6 separate regions of the Mus musculus genome follow, and regions 1, 2, 4, 5 and 6 are each linked to region 3. Evidence: chromatin contacts called from public HiChIP or PLAC-seq, Micro-C and promoter capture Hi-C data. All regions are on one chromosome and are shown on one strand. Each heading gives the region's core, a stretch centred on a gene start, on an enhancer-like site or on the middle of the called end of the contact. The rest is flanking DNA. Distances are from core to core; before and after follow the strand shown.

What was found. Promoter capture Hi-C pulls out the DNA fragments that hold promoters and counts their contacts. A called contact is a pair of places that touch in the nucleus more often than the background predicts. HiChIP or PLAC-seq counts read pairs in DNA pulled down with a chosen protein or histone mark.
Region 1: a contact with region 3 is called in an HNF4G HiChIP or PLAC-seq map of pancreatic cancer cells. The contact joins the enhancer-like site here to the promoter of Gls in region 3. A contact is called at or near these places in 1 of 484 Hi-C or Micro-C datasets (embryonic stem cells) and 3 of 115 datasets of contacts at active chromatin or transcription factors (memory CD8 T cells, pancreatic cancer cells and pro-B cells).
Region 2: a promoter capture Hi-C map of hematopoietic stem and progenitor cells shows a contact between it and region 3. The contact joins the promoter of Mfsd6 here to the promoter of Gls in region 3. A contact is called at or near these places in 13 of 39 promoter capture datasets (the 3T3-L1 cell line, 3T3-L1-derived adipocytes, the C10 cell line and 8 more), 2 of 484 Hi-C or Micro-C datasets (cortical neurons and spermatogonial stem cells), 7 of 115 datasets of contacts at active chromatin or transcription factors (the SCID.adh cell line, astrocytes, effector CD8 T cells and 4 more) and 1 of 9 other capture datasets (pancreatic islet).
Region 4: a promoter capture Hi-C map of hippocampal neurons shows a contact between it and region 3, with 2.1 times the contacts expected there. The contact joins the enhancer-like site here to the promoter of Gls in region 3. A contact is called at or near these places in 1 of 39 promoter capture datasets (hippocampal neurons) and 4 of 115 datasets of contacts at active chromatin or transcription factors (the 230-238 cell line, forebrain, memory CD8 T cells and 1 more).
Region 5: a contact with region 3 is called in a Micro-C map of embryonic stem cells, with 8 times the contacts expected there. The contact joins the promoter of Myo1b here to the promoter of Gls in region 3. A contact is called at or near these places in 3 of 39 promoter capture datasets (liver and pre-B cells), 3 of 484 Hi-C or Micro-C datasets (the HPC-7 cell line and embryonic stem cells), 2 of 115 datasets of contacts at active chromatin or transcription factors (astrocytes and pancreatic cancer cells) and 1 of 9 other capture datasets (adipose tissue).
Region 6: a contact with region 3 is called in an H3K4me3 HiChIP or PLAC-seq map of pro-B cells, with 5 times the contacts expected there. The contact joins the enhancer-like site here to the promoter of Gls in region 3. A contact is called at or near these places in 2 of 39 promoter capture datasets (hippocampal neurons and pre-B cells), 1 of 484 Hi-C or Micro-C datasets (myocytes) and 9 of 115 datasets of contacts at active chromatin or transcription factors (the 230-238 cell line, the SCID.adh cell line, astrocytes and 6 more).

Annotation. Positions count from the first base shown.
Region 1 is chr1:52,595,668-52,599,409 of GRCm38.p6, forward strand. It overlaps a transcript of Nemp2 not described here. Among named protein-coding and RNA genes, the nearest start is that of Gm28178, 17 kb to the left of the region's middle. Within about 2 kb of position 2,339, at least 161 of the 459 cell types and tissues checked have an H3K27ac peak or open chromatin away from gene starts, as enhancers often do. A contact at or near this core is called in embryonic stem cells, memory CD8 T cells and pancreatic cancer cells, where this site is marked.
Region 2 is chr1:52,725,489-52,728,995 of GRCm38.p6, forward strand. Mfsd6 (major facilitator superfamily domain containing 6) reads right to left here and starts at 1,830. Exons shown (of 6, transcript NM_178081.4): 1 at 1,535-1,830.
Region 3 is chr1:52,231,791-52,235,367 of GRCm38.p6, forward strand. Gls (glutaminase) reads right to left here and starts at 1,442. Exons shown (of 18, transcript NM_001081081.2): 1 at 802-1,442. The coding sequence starts at 1,202.
Region 4 is chr1:52,519,399-52,523,207 of GRCm38.p6, forward strand. Gm553 (a long non-coding RNA gene) reads left to right here. Exons shown (of 6, transcript XR_373402.2): 6 at 810-1,305. It also overlaps the pseudogene Rps27a-ps1. Among named protein-coding and RNA genes, the nearest start is that of Gm553, 17 kb to the left of the region's middle. Within about 2 kb of position 2,218, at least 37 of the 459 cell types and tissues checked have an H3K27ac peak or open chromatin away from gene starts, as enhancers often do. A contact at or near this core is called in the 230-238 cell line and hippocampal neurons, where this site is marked.
Region 5 is chr1:51,913,748-51,917,233 of GRCm38.p6, forward strand. Myo1b (myosin IB) reads right to left here and starts at 2,231. Exons shown (of 31, transcript NM_001161817.2): 1 at 2,014-2,231. It overlaps Gm33795 (a long non-coding RNA gene), which reads left to right and starts at 2,415. Exons shown (of 3, transcript XR_001778914.2): 1 at 2,415-2,757; 2 at 2,994-3,176; 3 at 3,251-3,486.
Region 6 is chr1:52,653,818-52,657,363 of GRCm38.p6, forward strand. It overlaps a transcript of Mfsd6 not described here. Among named protein-coding and RNA genes, the nearest start is that of Nemp2, 25 kb to the left of the region's middle. Within about 2 kb of position 1,639, at least 81 of the 459 cell types and tissues checked have an H3K27ac peak or open chromatin away from gene starts, as enhancers often do. A contact at or near this core is called in the 230-238 cell line, the SCID.adh cell line, bone marrow-derived macrophages and 3 more, where this site is marked.

The sequences.
Region 1 (3,742 bases), core at 1,089-3,588, 360 kb after region 3:
ATCCATTAATCATAACTGATTTCATAATCAACAGCTAGAAAACACTGGCCTAAGGGTCTGCTGTCTGAGGAACAGAGCTTTGATTGTCAAGGGAGAAAGCAAAGATCATGGGGCCATCTCCAGTTCAGCTTCCTGCCTGGCCCCTGGTACACCCCCATACCTTCCCTTCTGTCAGCAGCTACTGTTTACTTCATTTTTCCTATGGCTTCCTATGAATAAACCACTACATCCTGGGGCAGGCTCCTGGTTTTCTGTGTTTGGGGCATAAAAAAGTTGTGTATTCTTACATACGCTTTCAACTGATCTCAGACTTTAAGTCGGTATTTCACTCCCCTTGGTTTCAAAAGAGATAGCTAAATCCTGACCGCAGTTACTCTACAGTGAAATGTCTTATTCATATCTAGGCTTCAGCTCGTATTTACAGTGGGACTATTAACCCCTCCATTCTCTTCCAACAAACATGTCAGTTCACTTTTTTTTTTTTTTTTTTTTTTTTTTGGCTGTTGTTATTGTAACAAAATATCTGGGTAGCACATGAAGAAAGAGGTTTACTCACCTGTCAAACAAGGACCCAATCACCTTCTGCTAATCTCAACCGAGAGGCTCAGTTGCTTCCTATCAGGGCTACACTGATGACTACAGAGTTTGAACTCTCAGGAGACACAAACAGAGCACAGCGTGGTAACCAAAGGCTCTCATTTGCTCACACTGCTCTGCTGGCCTAGCCAGAAGACAGACATTCTTATGTTCACTCTGCCATATTTTGTTGGAAGTTAGCTTCTTGGAACCTGGTGGTAGTCATACCAGCACAGTGGCTAAGAAGTGAGACACTTGCTTTTTGCTTTTGCATCTTTTTATATGGGGACTTGTGGTGAAGAGCTTTGCTTTCTATAACGATACAAAGTTAAACATACAAAGAAGTGCTTAAAAAGTTCCAAGGAGCCAAGAAGACTTTCAAGTTTAAGGATAATACAGAGAAATGCTAAAGTGCACAGAAGCAGATCAAATTGTAGAAATTCAAGCAAAGAATGTGAGACAGGTGGACAGAGATGATTAAAACTGGCCCCACCACTGAGGGCTGAGAGGTCTGGCCCAGATAGAAATCCTTTTCCCAGTTCCCTGTCCAGCATATTGTAGATCTAACATTCTCAATTGTTAGAGATAGAAGAAGAGCAGAAATGGCCGCTGCTTCTCCCAGAAGAATTCACATCAATTATGAATGATAAAGCAAAGCAGCAAACACAAAGCAACCCACCACTCCTTAAAATCCAGATTTGGCTTGCATCTCTTCTTAAAGAGGAGGTGAGTTACAATAGAATTGCTTCTGCTCACATCTGTGACATAGAATAGTATCAAGCCCCGGAAAAAATAAAAAGAGTTGCCATGGGGCCTGGGGAGATGGCTCAGAGGATAAAGCTCTGGTCACAAGTGTAAGGACCCAAGTTCAGACCTCCGCACCCACACAGAGCTGATGGCAGTCATGGGGAGCCATCAGGATGTCCAGCCCTGTCCCATGCTGCTGTGAACAGGAGACCCTACCTAAAACAAGGTGGAAGGGAAGGGGACACACTTAAGGTTGTCCTCTGACCTCTGCACATGCGCTGTGGCATCAGTGTAGCAAGACACACAGATATCACACAAATGCACAGCAAAAGAAAGAAACCGTTGCTATGAACCCTTGTACGAGCCGTGAGAACACAAAGGCAGCAGAGACTGGCCTCCCTGCCTTCCCCCAGCCCACGCTCAGCAGATCTCTGGGCGTTGGCAGGGCCTCATGAGTGGGCTGGTCCTCCTTTTTGGTGTTGGCTCTGGACTGCACTGGTCTAATTCACTGCCAATTAATCTTGTCAGGCAGCCTGCTGATGCCAGCTGTAGCTCAAACACCCTCACGGCGAATACCCAGCCCAGTGAGCCTTTGTGTAGCCATCGCTGAAAATGTGAGTAAAAAGTTTTAATTTGGACAAACCCTAGGGCATCTGTTCTTCCTGAAAAAAGAAAAAAGAAAAAAAAAAAAGGTGCAACACTCGGTGTATACATTTTTTTTTTTTTGGTGGAGTTTTTTAAAAATAGAATAATCCAGTTTTGAACACGAGGGAGTTTTGAAAAACCAATTTAAGCATAAATAAGTTCATCAGCTACTCATTGTGCTGTGTAAAGCTTGTGAATTAAAAGAAACATAATGGTCATTAGGAAAAGCATGCCTCCCCCTCCCCCCCATTAGTAGTGTGCGTTGTTTGCTGAGCAGTGGGAGTGTGAATATTTGTACCTGTGTGAAGGAGAGGAGCGCGTAGGTTTGTGGGAAGTGGGTGCGGGTCACCGAGTCAGCGGGCGTGGGCGGAGGCTGGGCGCTGAGTCAGAGGGAGGAGGAGGGCAGGTATGTGTGGGCGGCTGGAGACAGCAGCCACAGCTTTGCATGCGAATGTCTCAAGGAAACAGTCCAAGCATTTTTAAAAAGCCTTAGAAAACTGGGAGTCAAAACTGAAGCAGAGTCCAGCTGACCAGGCTGCTTTACCGATGGATGATCTAAAGTTTTAAAATTATTACTTAAGTTATTTCTGGTCTGTGGCTATTTCTTTTTTTCCGCCTGATAATTGGTGTTGAACATTCCCATGTCTTTTGCAGGGCACTTTTTCTGCCTGTCCTCTCTTGTAAAAGTGACCTCAGAGTTGCCTTTGTGCACAAGTAGGACCCGGGCAGAGCCAGGGATGAGTGGAAGATGAGCTTAGAGTTTCCATCCAAAATAATCCTTAATGCCCTAAAGAGATAGTGTCACTGTTCTAACCTTATATGGGATTTTAAAATCTACTGCATTCAAGCCTGAAATGGCATGGTAACATGAGGCAGACAGGGAGCCATGGTTCATGGAGATAAACTGCCACATGCTGCCTACTGATTTAGGCATGGAGAGAGAACGTAGAAGGACTTGGCTATGGAGTGGGAGTCTGTACAATTAATCAAAAGCAAACGTGGGTGGGACATGGCGCTACCCAGCTGTGATCCCAGCACTGGGAAAGCAGAGGCAGGGGGATCAGGTTAAAGACTGTCTCAGTTTATAGGAAGTTTGAGGCTAACCTGGGGTACGGAAGACCCCATCTTACCACAACCAACAACAACCAAGTTCAGAAAGGGATAAATGCAAGGGTATTGGTCTTTGCCAACAGCGCCCTGCTGAGGTAGGAAGAGTATGGGAACTTCGGGGGCAGAAGTTGAGTAACTGAACGAATGGAGACATGAGGTGCTTGTGTGCCTGATTACAGAACAGAAAGCCCCGCACTGGCACTACTGTTCTTATCTGTGGACAGGTGGGAAGGTGTGGGGGGCACTGAGGCCCTTGTGGAACCGTTGTGAGTTTCCTGGTTGGCAGGGAGCCTGGCCAGTGCAGAGCCTGGCTGAGGATGCCCGCTACCATTTCTGCTGACCTGTCCACAGTCCCTTTGAGCTACTTCAGATGAGCTTGCTGACTGCCAAGTGTCTGAAGGGAGAAAAGAAACTATGGGTCGTCTCTTCATTAGCCAATTCTAAGATTTCTTGTCTTTTTTTGCTCCTTTTTACCTTTAAAATGCAATTTTTAATGTAAGTGTTTTCTATGTATTGAGGACACCAATTAAATGATAAAGTGGAATGGTGGTGCAATACACGGTAAAATCAAAACAATGATCTTCTGATTTAAGACCAAACAAAGTTTTAAATAAGGCAGGGAGGTGGCTTAATTGGTAAAGGATCCGAGTGCAGCTTTCTGGAA
Region 2 (3,507 bases), core at 580-3,079, 490 kb after region 3:
TATGTATGTATATATGTTGCATAGAATTGGTGATGACTCAATACCCAGACCACCAGACATGTACTGTTTTGTTTCTGTTTTAGTCTACCTTCTTGTTTTATATTTACCTTGATAGATAGCCTGGAAAACTGTAAAATATTTAATAGTTTTAATTCATTTTTTTAAAATTAGACCCCTTTTTCTTTCCAGATGTGTCTTGCATTGTAGTAACAATGTTTCAACCTTTTCCTAAGCAATTTTTTTTAATATTGTGAATTTTTACTCACAACCTGTGAAAAACGCCCAATCACCCTTACTCATCACCAATCAAATGAAAAAATCTTCCACATATGCTAATGACAAGTATTGGGTGTCAGAGCCAAGCTTCCCAATGCAAAGGATTTTATCCTCCTCCTTTTCTTCATAAGGGCATCAATAATGCATACACTTTTAGCTGGCTAGGGCCTGGTCTCAAGGAAGCAATGCTCTGTGCAGAACATGGACCTACCCAATGTTCTCTTTTACAGTGCTGCTGGTAGCACATAAACTGTATGCTGCCTACTTTCAACTACACCTAATATCACACACAATATCACACACAACTACACACAACATCGTGAACCTCCAGCAAGGTTAAAGGAGATTTGACTGGATTACTATCATCTTGTATCCATCTTTTTTCTCTGTGTGAGAAAACTGCAGCCTGGGATGATGTAACAACAACCAAAGGACACAAAACTACTTAGACACTGGTTGGGAGTTGAAACTTCAACTCCACAAGGTTATTTCTACGATGGATTGGCAGGTATTATATGTCCCAGTGGGTGTAGGCATGCTTATTAATTTTTTTTTTTTTTGATGAAAGGGAATGTTTGTGGTTTCGCAGGCGTGTGGGAGAATCAAAACGCACAGTGTGCCAGACTTAAGGGTGGTAATCCACGGGCAAGACCACGTGGGGAGGGGCAAAGGGAGGAGGAGGGGCTACATCTGAATCTTTCCTCTACCTGGTAGTCTCTGTGAAGCGAGGGACCCAAGCCTGAGTTGAAGCTCAGTGCTCAGCGCGCACGCACACCGTAGGACATTTCTCCTAAGGAGGTAGCAGCCCGGGAAGAGGTGTACCGCCCCCTGTATTTGTTTCCACGGGGGAGGCAGACAATGTCAGTTTCCTCCTGCTACACAGGGGGACACTGTCAAGGGCCATGAAGACAAGCTCGCCTCCCCCTCTCTCCCGGGGATGTTTACCTCCAAGGCGACGCCGGGACCGGACTCTGACAGGCTTGGGCCCGCGGGGCCCACCCGCGCCCCCCACCTTCTGCAGCAGCTGCGGGCGGGCGGCGGCCAAGGGCTCCCGGGCAGCGCCTTTGTTTTCCCGACTCCAATTACGTTTGCGGAAGTGCTGCGGGCGCGGGGGACGCCGCTGTCCTGCACCCCGAGATGACAGGCGGCACCCGGGAGGGCGGGATAGGCTCGGAGGCCCCGGGCCGGGGCGGCGCCCACCCCGCAGCAGGTGCACGGAGGAGGATCCGGGGCCCCGGGGCGGCGCCGACCCACTCACCTGGAGGCGCTCAGCTGCGCGAGGCGCGGGGAGCCCTGTCCCCGGGGTGCGGGGCGGCCGCTCGGGGCGCCGGGGCGGCGGCGGGCAGGCCAGAGCGCCGCATGTCGGTTGGGTGGCTAGCTCCTCTCCCGGGGGTGCGGCGGGCGCGACGGCTGGATGCAAGCCGGGTGGGGCGAGCGATGGCGCTGGCCCGGCGCAGTCCGGCGCAACCCCTCTGTCCGCTCCTCCTCGCCGCTTTGGTCCCAGGCCTGGCCTCGCTGCCGCCGCCTTCGCTCCCGACCGGCTGGACCCGTTTCAGGGCTGAGCTGGAGAACCGGGCGCCAGGTGCAGCGCTCCGCCTCCTGCGGCGGCGGATGCGTCCGCCGCCTCCTCTCGGCCTCCCGCCCTCTGGGGCCGCCCGGGGGACCCGGTATCCAGCCCCGGCTGCCGTGACATATTCTAAAGAGTGAAGAGGTGGGCGATGCCCCATCCCCGTTCCGCCACACCCCATTGCGCTCGGGCTGAGCGGTGTTTTACTCCCTAATCTCTGATGGGGTGTTGGAAAGAACTTGAAGCCCAAAGTAAATAACAACCTGGTCTAGGGGTGGTGACAGCCATCAGTTTTCCAGAACTTAATAGGTGCCACCCTCAAAGCTAACTCTGCTGATGAGATGCATGCTGTCTGGTTCTAGGCACAACCTTGGTAAACTGTCCTCGGGTGACCCCGCAGACAACAGCTAGGAGAAAGACAGTGCTCGCTCCAGGAGCTTCTGGAACCCAGACAGCATCTGAACATGGCACCTTAATGAAGAAGTGACCTGAGCACAGGTGTTACTCTAAGAATTAAGCTGTATCATTTGTTAAATTCAGATAGCAAGTAGATTGTATACAGGTTTGGTTTGACAAGGGTATGTGCGTGCCTGTGATGGGGAGCAGAGAATCCAGAGCCAGCAATAATGACAGCTAACATTTAGGAACATTCGTTTCTTACATGGGAAGCATTGTTTACATACCATTGAATCCTATAGATGTAAGCAATGTTAATCTATTGTTACAGCTACAAAACGAGACTGAAAGTTAACTAGGTTCAAAATTACAAACAAGTAGAAGAAAATCCAGGCTCTGCATCATAAGACATTACTAAAGAGCACTTTATAGGCCCTGACGCTTCAAATTGTGAAGCCCTTCTTTATGAAAAAGTATAAATATACAGTTGCTGGATGCTCAGCCCCCGTTTCCAGGGACAGTTTCTGCAGTCAATACGCCTTATTACAGACCACTTGAAATGTTGAGACGTGGAAGTTAAACAAAGACGGTATCTGCTAGCGTTTCAGAGGAAAATTATAAAGGTGATTTGTACAAAGGATGACATATCTGCTCTGGTGTGACCTGGAGACAGCTGGATCCCTCATTGTGTGGAAATGAAAAGCTCTTCAAGTTCCCAGTTGGGCTATCATGAAAGACAACATTCTCCTGATCTGTCCAGCCAGTACGGAAGTGAAAAAGAAAGCAAGCATTCTCCTGATCTGTCCATGCATTAAGGAAATGAGAGAGAGAGAGACAGAGAGAGAGAGAGAGAGAGAGAGAGAGAGAGAGAGAGAGAGAGAGAGAGAGAGAACAAAGTGCCTGAAGATCCTACTGTATCAAGTGTGAGAGGAGAGGTTTTGTAGGAAAAAGGACCTGGGAAGAGGGGCTAATGTTTGACCTACAGAAAGCAAACTGGCTTTGTAAGAGCAGGGATTCCCCACCCCCACCCCACAACCATAATGCTTTTAACTTATCAGTTTTTACAGTATCTCCTGGGTCTTATTTAAATTTCTTATAATTTTAAAAATAATATAAAAATCTCTTTAAAACATAAATATGCGTGAAGCAAACATGATCTGTCACTCAACACCATTGTCACATACACTTTTTTTACCCTTCTGTAGGGTCCAGTCTGTGTGATATGGGAAATTAGCCTCCAGATACATGGCCAGTTAGGCTGTCCCAGA
Region 3 (3,577 bases), core at 192-2,691:
CAATTTTGCTCTTAGGCTAAATTCCCACCCTATATACACAATGAGTCAACATCCTATCACAATCAAGTCCCTAAAACTACTTAGATTTTGTGTATTTTATGTCACCTTATTTTTGTGCTTTTAAAACAATTTTATCCTTTAAAAATCTGTCCACCGCACAGAAGACATCAGACAAGCCATCACTGGTCCCGATAGGAACAGGTGGTCCATGCTGCGTTCCTCGTCCTCTAGGCCACATGTCCCTATTCCGCCTAATCTCATTTCTGAAGCATTATTTCCGGTGGCCCAGATGGCTCTACGCACGCCAAAACGATCCACCTCAGGAGGATTAAGAACCCAAGGCCACATCTGGCATCCAGTGGGATGGTGGTGGAGGCTTACAGAATGGGGGAACTGCGGCCTGGCAAAAAGGTGAATCGGGAAGGTAGAAGCTCCGCTCTACGCCCGACTCCTCAATGTCACTCGGGAGAGATGGAGGTTCGCGTGGCATCACCCTCGCAGAGCCGGGGCGCTGAGCACGCGGCGCGGCCGGACAGCAGCCTCTGCCCGGCAGGGGCTTCAGCAGGCAAGACCCTCCCGGCGCTCACCCGTCACCCCGGGGCGACTCGCGCCGGCCACGGAGGGGAAGTGGGAGCAGGCGAGGGGCGCGGGCGGGGCCGGGCCTAATCACATGGCACAGCCGTCGCAGGCCGCCTGGCATCGCTTTCTTTCTCTTCCGCGAACCTCCGTTGCTAAGCCGCACCGCCACCGCCCACCGCCCAGGGCCCGACCCCTCCCCTCAGCCTCACCCACGCAACTCACTTGTCGCCCGCGGCCACCATCTCCTTGCCCTCGCTGTTGCCGAACGCGTCGGTCTCCCCCGGGCTGTCCTTGGGGCCCGGGGCTGCGGGTGGCGACGCCCCTGGCTGCTGCTGCTGCTGCTGCTGCTGCTGTGGCGGCGTACCCCCCTTCCCCAGCTCCTGTAGGATCTCCGAGGGCGAACTGGACAGGCCGCCCGCGCCGGGGCCCTTCGCGCGGCCGCCCCCGCCCCACCACGGGTGGAGTCGCGCAGCGGCCACCAGGCCAGCGGTCGGCCGGCTCCCGCCCCGGGGGCGCCGGCACAGCGTGCCGAGGGGCTGCGCGCGCCGCAGGACGGCTCCGACGGCGGCGGGCGGCCTTAAGAGCAGCTCCCGTAGCATCGCCGAGCCTCGCAGCCGCATCATACCGCCGGCGCCCGCTCGTCAGATGAGGATGCTTGGGGCGTGGGCGGCCGCTCTGCTCCCGGAACCGTGTCCCGCACGGCGGGGAGAGGACTGGAAAGAGAAAAAGTCCGGGACGGGGTGTGGCCCCAGCTCCGCCGCTCCCGCCGCCAACGCCGCCGCCCTCGCCGCCGCCGCCGCCCAGCCTGCAGCCAGCCGAAGTTGCTCTGGCCGCCGCGAGCTCCGCACTGAGACTGACGCTCAAGGGAGGGCTGGAGACATACCAGGCTCACCAACCGGGGGCGGGAGGACGCTGACGGCCTGCCCCCTGCAAGCTCTTCCATTGGCTCAGCCTGCCGACCTCTCTTCTGATTGGCTAGAGAATCGGTCAAATTTGTCTCCGCGCCCGTACGCAGTCCCGCTGGGTCCTGGAGGGCGGGGAGAAGGACGACTGACGTGTGTCAGCCCCGCCGACCGCTCTTCCCCCTTGCCTCGGGCCACCTGAGGCCAAGCTGGGCGAGGACCCGTAGCTCCGGAGTCTGGCCATTCACCAGGCAGGTGCGCTCCAGGGAAGCACGTCCTCCAGCTATTGAGGAAGCTGGAGTGCGCCTGTTCAGGCCGCCCAAGGCTGGAGGGAGGCTGGCGGTGGCAGATCGTCTGGTCCAAACCTACTGCTCGCCCCCTCGGTTAGGGGAATGTGTCCGCCCCTCTGAAGGCATCGGTTCTGCCAAGGCCGCCCTGACTAGCTTCATCCCTCTCCCAAATGTGCTTAAAACTTTCCATGGTTGGCTACTGCCCAGAAGCGAAATGTTTTGGAAAAAATGAGCAAAATCCTTTCAGCTATGCAACTTAAGACATTTAGAACGTTTGAGCGTAGGAACAACGAAGAATAGAGAAAAAGCCAGAGTAAGGGTGGATCTCTTCTATCTTCTACAAGATTTCTCCAAATCTTTTGAACGGCGATTATTTCATTAGTACCAGTTGACTTGAAAGCAAAATACTGCAGATCCTTTTTCTATTTTAAAAGCCATTTTAAAATAGAAGCATCTGAATACCATGTCTCAAAACTGTTTCAGCACAGCATCACCTCATCCATGTATCCTTTTAGATGTGTGTGCATCATATGTTTCCTGAGTCTGCACACATATACCACTCAGGACTAAAACCGCTTTTTAAACCATTTCCTGAAACAGATAGGCTTAAATGCATAGATTCACCAAAGTTAGCAGGATATGTAATTCACCAGATTTAGTAATCCAATCAATCTGTACATGTTGAACGAGATTAGTAACCAAAGAATCTGACTGTGCCTACAGGCTTGTCATGCTCAAGTTTTTGTTTTGTTTTCAACCTGCTCTTTAGATAAAAATAAAAAGTGTGAAGGAAATGACCTTGTGGGGGGAAAAAAAGCCAGAATTTTATATTACTTGGGTGGCTTTTATTATTGCTTAAGGTTAGTTTGTCAAAAATATTAATATTAGTGAATCAAAGTTATATATTTAGGAAAAACAATACATTCTAGGGGAGAGATAGCAAATGTTACCCTTAATAATATCTAACTTTGTCTTTCTAACTTATGGGTTGCTTTCAAACCTTAGTGTTGTTCAGTTTCTTACAAACTAGTTATCTGTTTTTACTGCCTCTTTTCTCTTTTTTCTCAACCCCATCCAGACTACTCACCAATCCAGTCAACGTTTTCATGCCAGTTCTTCCTAGTTTCTTCCATTGCTCAATGAAATGACTTCTGATGATTAAAGGTTTAAACACTTTCTAGTATATTTAACAATTAGGAACTTAGGATATGACTCAGTGGGTAGAAGGGCTCCCTGCTCAAGCATGAGGATCTGCAGGTCCGACCTCAGGCACTTACCTACAAACCATGCCTGGAGTGGAGACAAGTCCCTAGGACTCAGAGCTAGTCACGCTAGCTGAATTGGTGAATTTTAGAACCTCTGACCTCCACACAGAGGAAAGTGAGCTGCACATATGTGCATGCATGCAAACAGACAAGAATAGAAAAAGAAAAAGATAAAAGTAAAGAAAAGACATGCATTGGTAGACTATTTTTAGAGTTTCTACTTTTCAGAATGAACTGATAAGAAAGGGCAAATGTTACTTCTAACATTTGGAAGACCTGAGTTTACCAAGGTTGGACATCTGAGGTAATAATAAAACAACTAACAAGAAAGCTACAACAAATCAAAACTATTACAAACTGAATAGAAATATGGCAGGAAACTTTGATTCTTCTAATCTTAGATATTTTTATCTTCAACAATATTTATTCATACAACTTTGGAAACTGTGTTTGCATTATATTAAAATTAACCATATCACCTGTTATCCAAACTACCAGTATCAAAATACTTTATACACATATAATAATCTAAGGAAATACC
Region 4 (3,809 bases), core at 968-3,467, 290 kb after region 3:
TTTTAGTAACCACACAACAGAATATATACCAGGATGTTTTGAGACTTCCTTTGTCAAAGCAATTAATCTAATTGAGGAGCCAGCAGCTGGCCAGTTAGAGATATTGAGTACTTCAGTATTTATGAATGTTGAAAGCTTCAGGGCCTTCTGCATATTTCATGTGTCACAACTGGCAGGTATGTCTTGCTTTTCTCACTCCTAGTTATGCTTCTTGTGTAGATATTCTCTCTGTGTGTGAGACATGTTTCATGTGTCAGACTCTCACTTGAGGTATCTTATGAATGTTGTATATATAAGCTATGTTAGTTCTAAATTCCATTTTCTCCATTTGTATTTCTCTTATTTTAGGAGAATTAAAATCTTTAAATTCAACACACACATTAGAAATACCCGTGGGGTACATTTTCAATAAAATAAATGTTTGGAAAGAATTTAAGATCTGGCTAGCTGGTAGAGATCGAAAGGGATATGGTTCATATGGGGAAGAGAGACATCTAATTATATGGGTAATGTATCATTTCTTAGTGTGGATGGTGAGCTCATGGGCATTCATTTTATTATTTTTGTAAGTTTTTTGTATTAATTCCTTTTGTCAAATTGCAAGTGAAGTTTGAGATGATGCAGTACTTAGGCCTTTGCATATACTAGGCTCTTGATTACAAGTAGCCGATAAGCTTTAAGGCATATATTTTTGTGATTTTTTTTGTTACATATTCAACATAAGTAATAAAATACCCTTATATGAAGATTTCAGTACATCAATCTTAGACAACCACTTCTAACTGTTGTCTGGTGTTGTCTAAATTAAGGTTTGTTTCCCGGACAAATGAACTTTGCTGTACTGTCAACACAGACAGTGTGGTCGAACATTCAACACGATCCCACGTATCCTGTGAGCGCCATTCCCACAGTGGAGTGGAGTTAGGCTGTGTGCTGGCCCGCTGTTTTCCAATCTGTCATCTGGTTGGATCTGTATCTTGGAAGATACTGCCTTCCTCCTCTAGAAAGACGGCTCTCATCCAACATCTTCAAAAGAATTCACACTCATCATGTGATAAAAATTCTTGAGATTTTGTAACTGATGGTCATGGTTGGCCTCTTGAATTCTAAACAAATAAAATCTGCAAAGTGACACTCTTGTTTCTTAATTCAGCAGTTTAAATGGAGAGCAGCACTAAAAGTAGCCCCATGCTTTGACCCCAAGAGACACTGATTTGTCTAGGTTTCCCACCAAATCAGTGGGCAGAGCCTATTTTCAATGGCTTAGGAACCATGTAAGAGAACATTAGAATCTCCCTCTCTCTCTCTCCCTCTCCCTCCCCCCCCCCCCCTCTCTCTCTCTCTCTCTCTCTCTCTCTCTCTCTCTCTCTCTCTCTCTCTCTCTCTCGCAGGGATTAAGGGCAGGTGCCACCACTGTGTCTCTTCAGGCAGCAGCAGCAGAGTCGGGCACAGCTCAGAGTATACTATACCATTCTGGAACAGACTAGACCCCCAGTCACATCTGTCTCTCTCCTGTAGTTCAGATTCTTGATATTTAGAAGAAATTCAAATTCAGGGTTGTGGTTGTACTGCGTGGTCAGACAGCTGAAGGTGATGTTGTCCATGACTAATGTTCCCTCAGGTCAGAGAAGCGATGGAAGGAGAGCAGCGGCAAACCTGGCTCTTCCCTGGCATTGTTCTCTGTAAAGCTATTTGCCTTTTTCCTCTTAATTGCTGTCAATTTCTAGTGGCCTGTGTTCCCTGTCAGGGCATCCAGCCCCAAACATTATACTCAGCCCAGATGTGTGACCGTACTATCCCCCACCCTGGTGGGTGCTCATAGTTTCTGTTGAGAGGGCTGGACAGAGCGCATTATTCTTTGTGTGACAACAGGAAGGCCACTCCAGGTTTGGGAAACTGCAGCCCCTGGTAGTTGCAGTCACAGCAGGCTCTGTGTCCTCTGGGTCTCAGGTTCACTTCCTAGAAGCCAGGATGCTGCTCTCTGGTCTCTTTTTCAAGAAGCCCTCAAGATTCTAACCCCCAGGGTCCTCTCCTCTGAGATAGTCTGGGGAATCAAAAACCCAGAAATCCTCGGAAATGGGGTGGAGCAAGGGATCCTCCAGGCCAGAGTCACTTGGCCTCTAGGCACGCTTTGGTGCTATGGCTGACATCCAGAGGCCAGTAGCAGGGTAGCTGGCAGCCAGGGCCTGGGCTAGTCAGGTACAGAAGGACCAGGGAAGTGAAACAGCAGGGTGTGAGGGCGGGACTGGCCAGGTTCCCACAGTCTGCTGAGCTCTCATTAGCCTGGCACAGAGATTGAAAAATGTACGTCTCCATCTATTTCTGGCACTTAAATGTGTGAAGGAAACACGTTGCTTTATTATTTTATTTTTGTAAAGTTGAAGACAGAGGCAGACGCCCCTAGAGAGAGAGAGAGTGTGTGTGTATGTGTGTGTGTGTGTGTGTGTGTGTGCGTGTGTGCTCTAAAAAGCGCCTACTCTGCCTGCACATCTTTGGAAGGAAAAAATATCAAGGACAAATAGGCCACCCCTCTAAATCTGCAGGAAGAACATTGGCAAGGAAAGGAATTGTCAGCAACTGGTTACTAAAGGAGATGTGGGGGGAAATCAGGAAAGATGGCCAGAAATGTAATCTAAGTAAAAGATAAAATAAAATAAAATTTAAGAAAAAAAAATCACGTCTTGGTATAATGTGGATATTAGTATTTGTTATATGCAAAATAACAATAGATAGAAATAGCCTTTAAACTTCAGTTAAGAAACACATGAGTGGCAGCTCTTCCTTTTGGATCCACCACCTGGGTCTGTCTCTTTTCGAATGCAGGTGGAGCCGCCGCCATAATGCACATTTTTGTGAAGACCCTTACGCTCCGCTCGCCTTGTGGCCAAAGCCTCAGACACTATAGAACGTGTAAGGCTAAGATCCAGGATAAGGAGAGAATCCCTCTTGACCAACCGAGGCTGAAGTTTGCTGGTAAGCAGCTGGAAGATGGCTGTGGTTTGTCTGACTACAACATTCAATAGGATTCCATCCTGTGTCTTGTGTTGAGACTTCAAGGTGATGCTAAGAAAAGGAAGAAGTCTTACACCACTCCCAAAAAAGAATAAGCATAAGAGGAAGGAGGTTAAGTTGGTTGTGCTGAAATACTATAAGGTGGATGAAAATGGCAAAATTAGCCGACTTCGTCGAGAGTGTCCTTCTGATGAGTGTGGTGCTGGAGTTTTCATGGGAAGCCACTTTAACAGACATTTCTGTGGCAAGTGTTGTCTGACTTACTGCTTCAACAAACCAGAGGACAAATAGTTGTGTATGCATTAATAAAAAGGAGGAACTAGGAGGAACTGAAAACAAAACAAAGCAAAACAAAAAACACATGGGTATTCTAGAAGTTCTCTGATCAGATGTATTTGGATATCTTAGTTTAATAGTTGTCTGTGAGTGCCCAACGAGAGCAAGTTAAATATTGAAGAAACCAGAAAAACAAAAGGACATTACCAACACAGCAACTTGATTCCTGAGTGGGGTTCGTATGATAAATTTAACTTCAGCTATAGAACCAGACCAAAAAGTTTTACAAAACAAAATACCATGACATTCATTTACTGGAAAACTATTCTGAGTGCACAATATGAACCAGCATTGTATAAGTCGCAAGAAATGCTCTACAGGTGAGGGAAATGGAACAAATTACCTACAGAGTGTCCCTACAAAAGCTCGGAGCTGAACAGGAAAAACCAGAATCAACTAGAAGTGGTGGGTGCACCAGACAGATTTGTTAGTGTGAACATTTTTTTCTTTCTCCATTTTCA
Region 5 (3,486 bases), core at 981-3,480, 320 kb before region 3:
GAGCTCCCAATTCGCCTTCTAAGGTTAAAAAGCTTTCTGCTTTGGTTCCTCTTGACAGCAAATGACCAAAGTGGTGGTTTCATGGTGGCCCCTCAGCTTGTCCAAAAGGAAACACTGGTCCCAGCCAGAAGGCTGTAAGTTATCACCACAGTAATTCTAACCTGCATTGGACTTTGGGTCTCTTCCATCAGAGTCCCACAGGCTTAACTATGAACCTGGAAATGTCAGCCTCCCCTCCCCACCCCACCCCCAGTTCTGCTTGGAAAACCTTGTTCAGAAACACCCATAGCTTGATTCCCCCAGGTTTGCTCCCACTCCCAAAGTCAATTTATCCTTCTGGAACTCTTGATTCCAATCTAGGACTGGGTCACTTTAACAAACACCCAATGTTACTCCTAAAAACAGTGAGAGAGAGAGATTCACTGTCAGGCAGGGTTCTCTCTCTTACTCCCGTAGGCTCACAGGAAAGCCCAGAACACTTGAAGTCATGACTCCAGTACACAAACCCACAATGAGTGTCGGGTGGGTCTTTTCTTTCTTCTGGGACCAATGAAAAAGAATCTTGCATCATCTTACTCATTTATTTAGCAATCTGATTTCCTGGTGCTTCCCAGGCCCCAAATGTTCTTGGAAAAGCATCCTAACTGAACTGTATGATAACGGAGAAAACTATTTTTTGTCAAAAATGGTTCTATACACACCTAACAGGGTGTGGTAGTGCACACCTTTAGTCTCAGCTCTCAGAGGGCAAAAGCAGGCAGTATCTCTGAGTTTCAGGTCAACCAGGGAATAAACCATGTCTCAAAAAGTTTTTTGGTTTTTGGTTTGGTTTTGGTTGTTTGTTTGTTTGTTTGTTTGTTTTCTTCTTAGACAGGGTTTCTCTGTATAGCCCTGGCTGTCCTGGAACTCACTTTGTAGACCAGGCTGGCCTTGAGCTCAGAAATCCGCCTGCCTCTGCCTCCCAAGTGCTGGGATTAAAGGCGTGCACCACCACGCCCGCTTTGGGGTTTAGTTTGTTAGCCTATCCGAGCCACAATAAAATCCACAGATACACATGCACACATATATCCTGATTCATTGTGAAAAATATTTCAAAACAAAACAAACAAAACAAAAGAAGCCCTCTTCGTCCGTTATAAATAACAAGATCTGCCTTCAGCAAACTCCCATAGCCAGAGCCTAGAACTTCAAGAAAGAACAGAACTTGCTGCACCAATTAGTGCTAGGCCGTAGTATGAACAAAGCACCGCAAATAAACTCCACAGGCCTTTAGACAGAAGGTTGTGTTTGTAATTAACTCCAACGCACTCTCATTACCCCCTCCCCAGAGCTCCACCCAGCCCAGCGCCCTGCAGGGCTCCCGTTCCCAGTCTGGTTTCCATTCGAGCCCCGCCCCCTTCCCCTTGCCTCTCTGGGACTGTGAATCAATCCCATCCCGGGCAGGAAACGGGACCCGGGGCAGCCCCCTCCGCTGTGGCGGAACAAAGGAGCGGAGCGCAGCTGCACTCGCAGGGCGATCCATCGGGTCCGGTCGCCCCTCCGGGTGCGCCGCGGCCGGGGCACACCGCACCTGAACCCCACTCCCCAGGACGCCCCATTGTTCCACCTCCGCCTCCACCTCCGCTTCTCCTTCCCACAGGAAGCCATAAGCTTGTCCTTCCATAGAACCTGGGGCCGGGAAACTCCAGTGGGCCAGAGGGATGGAGGGGGATGCGAGTGGGCCCGCGGGAAGCAGGGTTCCCCAGTGCCCGTAGGTAGGAAGCCAATAACACAAAGTGAGAGAACAACTTAGTTTGTAAGCCCCTTCCCTCTCCTGCCGCCCCCGAAGCCACACGGGGCCGCGATCACCCTCGACGACCTCGAGCGCGCGTGGGTTCACGGTGGAGTGCCTCCGCGCCCCACAGGAGCGCCCCGGGAGCTGATGACCCGGGATTGCAGGCTGCGGCTGAGCCTGGGGCCGCGCGCACAAAGGCACGGGCGGGAAGGGAGCCGGCACGGGGGAGTGCAGCGTACCTCGCCCGGCAACCGCTCGGCCACTCCGTCTCCGCGTGCTGCTCGCTGGCCGCCGCCTGGGGAACGCGGGTCAGATCCGATGCGGGGCTTGTGCCACAGTTGCTGCCGGGGATCCCGCGCCGCTCAGCCGACCGTGCGTTCAGTGCACCCACACCGCGTCCGCCGGCTGGGCTCCGAGTGCGCTGGCTAGAGGCGCGGCGGCGGCGCGGCCACTCCCCTCTCCCGGCGGGGGCGGCGACCTCACCGCCCGGACGCGCCCCTCGCTCCCTGGCCGCGGTTCACCCAGGCGCGCAGGCCGCACAGCGCCCCCCGGTGAGCACCCGGCGGGCGGGGACACCCAGGAAAGCGCACTGGCCCTTCACCTTGGCCACTGCATGATCCGCGAACTGCAGACCAGAGATGCAGAGCCGAACAGCTGCAAGAGCCTGGGCGCGAACCTCAGCAGAGAGAATATTCTTCTCCACATTGCCTACCCTCCTAGGTCCAAGTTTGGGTGCCCAAAAATATCACAAAATGACAATTTAATGGAAGAGAAAATGGCCTGCCATGTGAGGCTTTTATTGTCTCTGTCACTGACATACATATTGAATATACCATTAGGTACTGAGCAATGACTGGCAATCACTTGGCCATGGTAGAGGGTCTGAAGACTCAGGACTCCCAGCTTCTCACTCCAGGTGTCTTCACCACGCTGGGATTCGGGACAAGCCACATGACCCTGGGTCTGGCTTGTTCCTGGAAGAGGTAAGGGTGTTCATCAAACTTACTCATGGGGTGAGGTGAGGATTACATGGCTGGGGTGTTAAAAGCGCGGCAGACACAGTAATTATTACTCATGAATCTGACGACTTTATCCTATAATGAAATAAATTGCCATAAATGGGGCCAGGTTTAAGTGCACTGACCTATATCTGGATACTGTCACTGAAAGGAGGCGAACCAAAGATTTCCAACCTTATATAGTCACTCTGTCCCTCCAGCACAGGCCCCAGGACTTCTCAGAGGCTACCAAGACCCTCCTCTACAAACTGACCTGCTGGGAATTCTAGCATCATTGACGGAACCAGCATCAGTTAGGTCTTCAGTCGGCATGGTAATGGTTTAAGCTAACATATTTTGAGTAGTGGATACAATTTTATTTAATCTTCACAAAAACCTGTGAGGTAAGTTACTTTTCAATTTTTGTTTTTGAGGCCAGGACAAACAAAGTCTGAGAGCTTTTTTTTCTTCCTTCCAGCTTATATACAACTATGGAGAACCTCCACAAATTCTTTGGTACACCTCTCATTGAGGAGTGCCATTTGATTGCCCTCCTCTTGAATACAGGCTGGACTGAATTCTAACAAATGGGATACAGTTGGTGGTATGACCAACCCAGCTCTCTCTCTCTCTCTCTCTCTCTCTCTCTCTCTCTCTCTCTTTCTCTCTCTCTCTCTCTCTCTCTCTCTCACTGTGAGGGAGCACACAGAAGCC
Region 6 (3,546 bases), core at 389-2,888, 420 kb after region 3:
CAACTTTCAACCAAAAGTTATCAAAAAAGATAAGGAAGGACACTTTATACTGGTCAAATGAAAAATCAACCAAGAAGAACTCTCAATTCTGAATATCTATGGTCCAAATGCAAGGGCACCCACATTCATAAAAGAAACTTTACTAAAGCTCAAAGCACACATTGTACCCCATACAATAATAGTGGGAGACTTCAACACCCCACTTTCAGGAATAGACAGATCAGGGAAACAGAAACTAAACAGAGACACTAACAGAACTTATTAACCAAACGGATCTAACAATATCTATAGAACATTTCATCCTAAAGCAAAAGAATATACCTTCTTCTCAGCACCTCATGGTACCTTCTCCAAAACTGACCATATAATCAGTCACAAAACAGGCCTCAACAGATACAAGAAGATTGAAATTATTCCATGCACACTATCAGATCACCACAGACTAAGGCTGGTCTTAAATATCAATAAAAACAACAGAAAGCACACATACACGTGGAAGCTGAACAATGCTCTACACAATGATAACTCAGTCAAGGAAGAAAAAAAGAAAAAAAATGAAACGCTTTTTAGAATTTAATGAAAATGAAGACACATCATACCAAAATTTATGGGACACAAGGAAAGCAGTTGTAAGAGGAAAACTCATAGCTCTAAGTTCTCCCAAAAGAAATTGGAGAGAGCTTACAGGAGCTTGACAGCACACCTGAAAGCTCTAGAACAAAAAGAAGCAAATACACCCTAGAGGAGTAGATGGCAGGAAATAATCAAACTCAGGGCTGAAATCAACCAAGTAGAAACAAAACCAACTCTACAGAGAATCAAAATCAGAAGCTGTTTTTTTGAGAAAAATCAACAAGGTAGATAAACCCTTAGCCAGACTAACCAGAGGGCACAAAGACAGTATCTAAATTAATAAAATCAGAAATGAAATACAACAAAATATATCTTAAAATGATTCTGTTTGTTGAATATTAACAGTTGAAAATACTAAAATCATGTTCTACAAACAATAAAGCCAACCAACCAAACAAAAAAAGATAGAAATCCTCAGAGACACAGTAGGTACATATCCACTGTAAGAGTCACAAGCAGCCCATAGCACTCATACTGGGACAACAAAAGTAGCCTACAATCTTGTCAGGACGTTTTATTGGTAAGGCTATTGCTTGGGATGCTGATTTAAGGTTTTAGAGAATGTCTAGAAATCAAGAATAGAAACAAACACACATAGGTTTCAGGCACACAGAACTCATGGCTTGGCTATTTATGTCTTGTACCACCGTGGACGCTTTCCCTCCCACTAGGATGGGAAGGTGGTAGGCAGGGCTCTGGTGTTAGCAAGAGTTGAGTCTGTGTCCTGGCTCTGACCATGATCCCATAACTTAGGCCCTATTCGCTTAAGAATCCTCATATTTTCAATGGGGAAGGTTATGTATACCAGGTAGGGCTTTTGAAAAACAAATGACCTAACCATGGATGAACTTCCCCTTTTGCAGCTGCTCTACTTAACTGATATGCCGAGAGGCATATTGCTTAGGAGTCCCATGAGCAAGCTGCAAATCCCCGGGAGTGCTAGCCACCTGCCTGCTTTCTGCCACTGCAACTTCCTGCCACTGCAACTTCCTGCCACTGCAACTTCCTGCCACTGCAACTTCCTGCCACTGCAAGCTCACTAGGACGATAAAGTAGCACTGTCCTATGACTCTGGCTCTTGAGCTGTGCTGGCCTTTGGCATGTACTATTACTCTGCTTTAAGAATAGTCTAGTTACAGAGACAAAATTTGGAGCTGTGACAAAAAAGATGGACCATCTAGTGATTGCCATATGCAGGGATCCATCCCATAATCAGCTTCCAAACGCTGACACCATTGCACACACTAGCAAAATTTTGCTAAAAGGACCCAGATATAGCTCTCTCTTGTGAGACTATGCCGGGGCCTAGCAAATACAGAAGTGGATGATCACAGTCAGCTAATGGATGGATCACAGGGCTCCCAATGGAGGAGCTAGAGAAAGTACCCAAGGAGCTAAAGGGAACTGCAACCCTATAGGTGGAACAACAATATGAACTAACCAGTACCCTGGAGCTCTTGTCTTTAGCTGCATATGTATCAAAAGATGGCCTAGTCAGCCATCACTGCAAAGAGAGGCCCATTGGACTTGCAAACTTTATATGCCCCAGTACAGGGGAACGCCAGGGCCAAAAAGGGGGAGTGGGTGGGTAAGGGGTTGGGGGGGTGGGTATGGGGGACCTTTGGGATAGCATTGAAAATGTAAACAAGGAAAATACCTAATTAAAAAAAAAGAATAGTCTAGTTAATAGCATCGAGCCAAGTTGGGTTCACACAGAACTCTAGGGTAGCATAACTTCCTGCAGGCAGAGAGGAGCAGGACAAATCACTATGGTAGTGATTCCTAGCCTCAGCTTTGACATCCCTGAGTATTTCTAAGGATCTCAAGAGAGGTTATAAAATTCTCAAATCAAGTTTAATTGGAATTCACTTTAATATTTTTCAAGTGACATATGGCACTGTAAGAACAGGAAGAAAAAGTCACAAAGTCCACAAACTCGTGAAGGTGTCAGCTCAAAAGGCTAGAAATTACTGCACTGTTGGATCGACGCTCACAGTAAACATTTTGTAACGAAGGCATATTGAATTTGGTGTCATTCATTACAGAGCAGAGGATGTTCTCTTGTTTGGTCACGTGTTTTTCATTTACGAAATATTTAAAAATGGTATTTACCTTTTATTTCAATACACCCACTGTGCATTTCCCAAACCAGCAGCTTTTCAAAGAAATCAACCAGAATTGTAAACACAAGATACAACGCTCTGATTCCCTACAGTCACTTTCACAATCCACATACTGTACATTCATAGGTGGGGCTCAGCCTGTCTCCCACTTCATTTCTGTAATTGCACGAGCATAATAAATACATCTGATTTTAAAGGTCACTTAAAATGAGCCTTGGGGGTTGACAGTGCAGTACCATTCAAGTGCAAAAGTAACCATCAGCTTAATTGTTCCCATCATTCCAAGCTGTGTTTTGTAGTGAAGCTAGGCATCCAGGTGTAGAATGTTTCCTCCCGAGGCAGGGGCAGGCAGAACGGTCACACAGAGGCCTTCACTGTACAGCTGATCCTGTCTCCTATGTTAGAGGCTAGGGTGAGCTTCCATTTCGAACCATTCTGGTGTCCATCCACAATATGACTGACCCCCATTCAACCACAGCAGCATCCCCCTTCCATATAGGCAGGCATCCCTTGGCTTCTTACAGCCTCTGCTTTCCTTCTAGGAGCAAGCTCTACATGCAGTCACCCAAGACACCCTCTATCTGGGGTGGTACCTGGTGTAGTTTGTAGCTCAAACCCAAAAGTTTTCAGTGTATGACTATGGTTTGGGGGAGAAGAATATTCTAAGATTCTTGTCTTAAGTCTTTAGAAAGTCATTCTTATTCCCAGAATTCCCATTCCTGGTTCCCTACTTACTCCTTCACAAACAAAACAGACCTACTATGTAAGTTTTAAACATCATGTCCCTCCC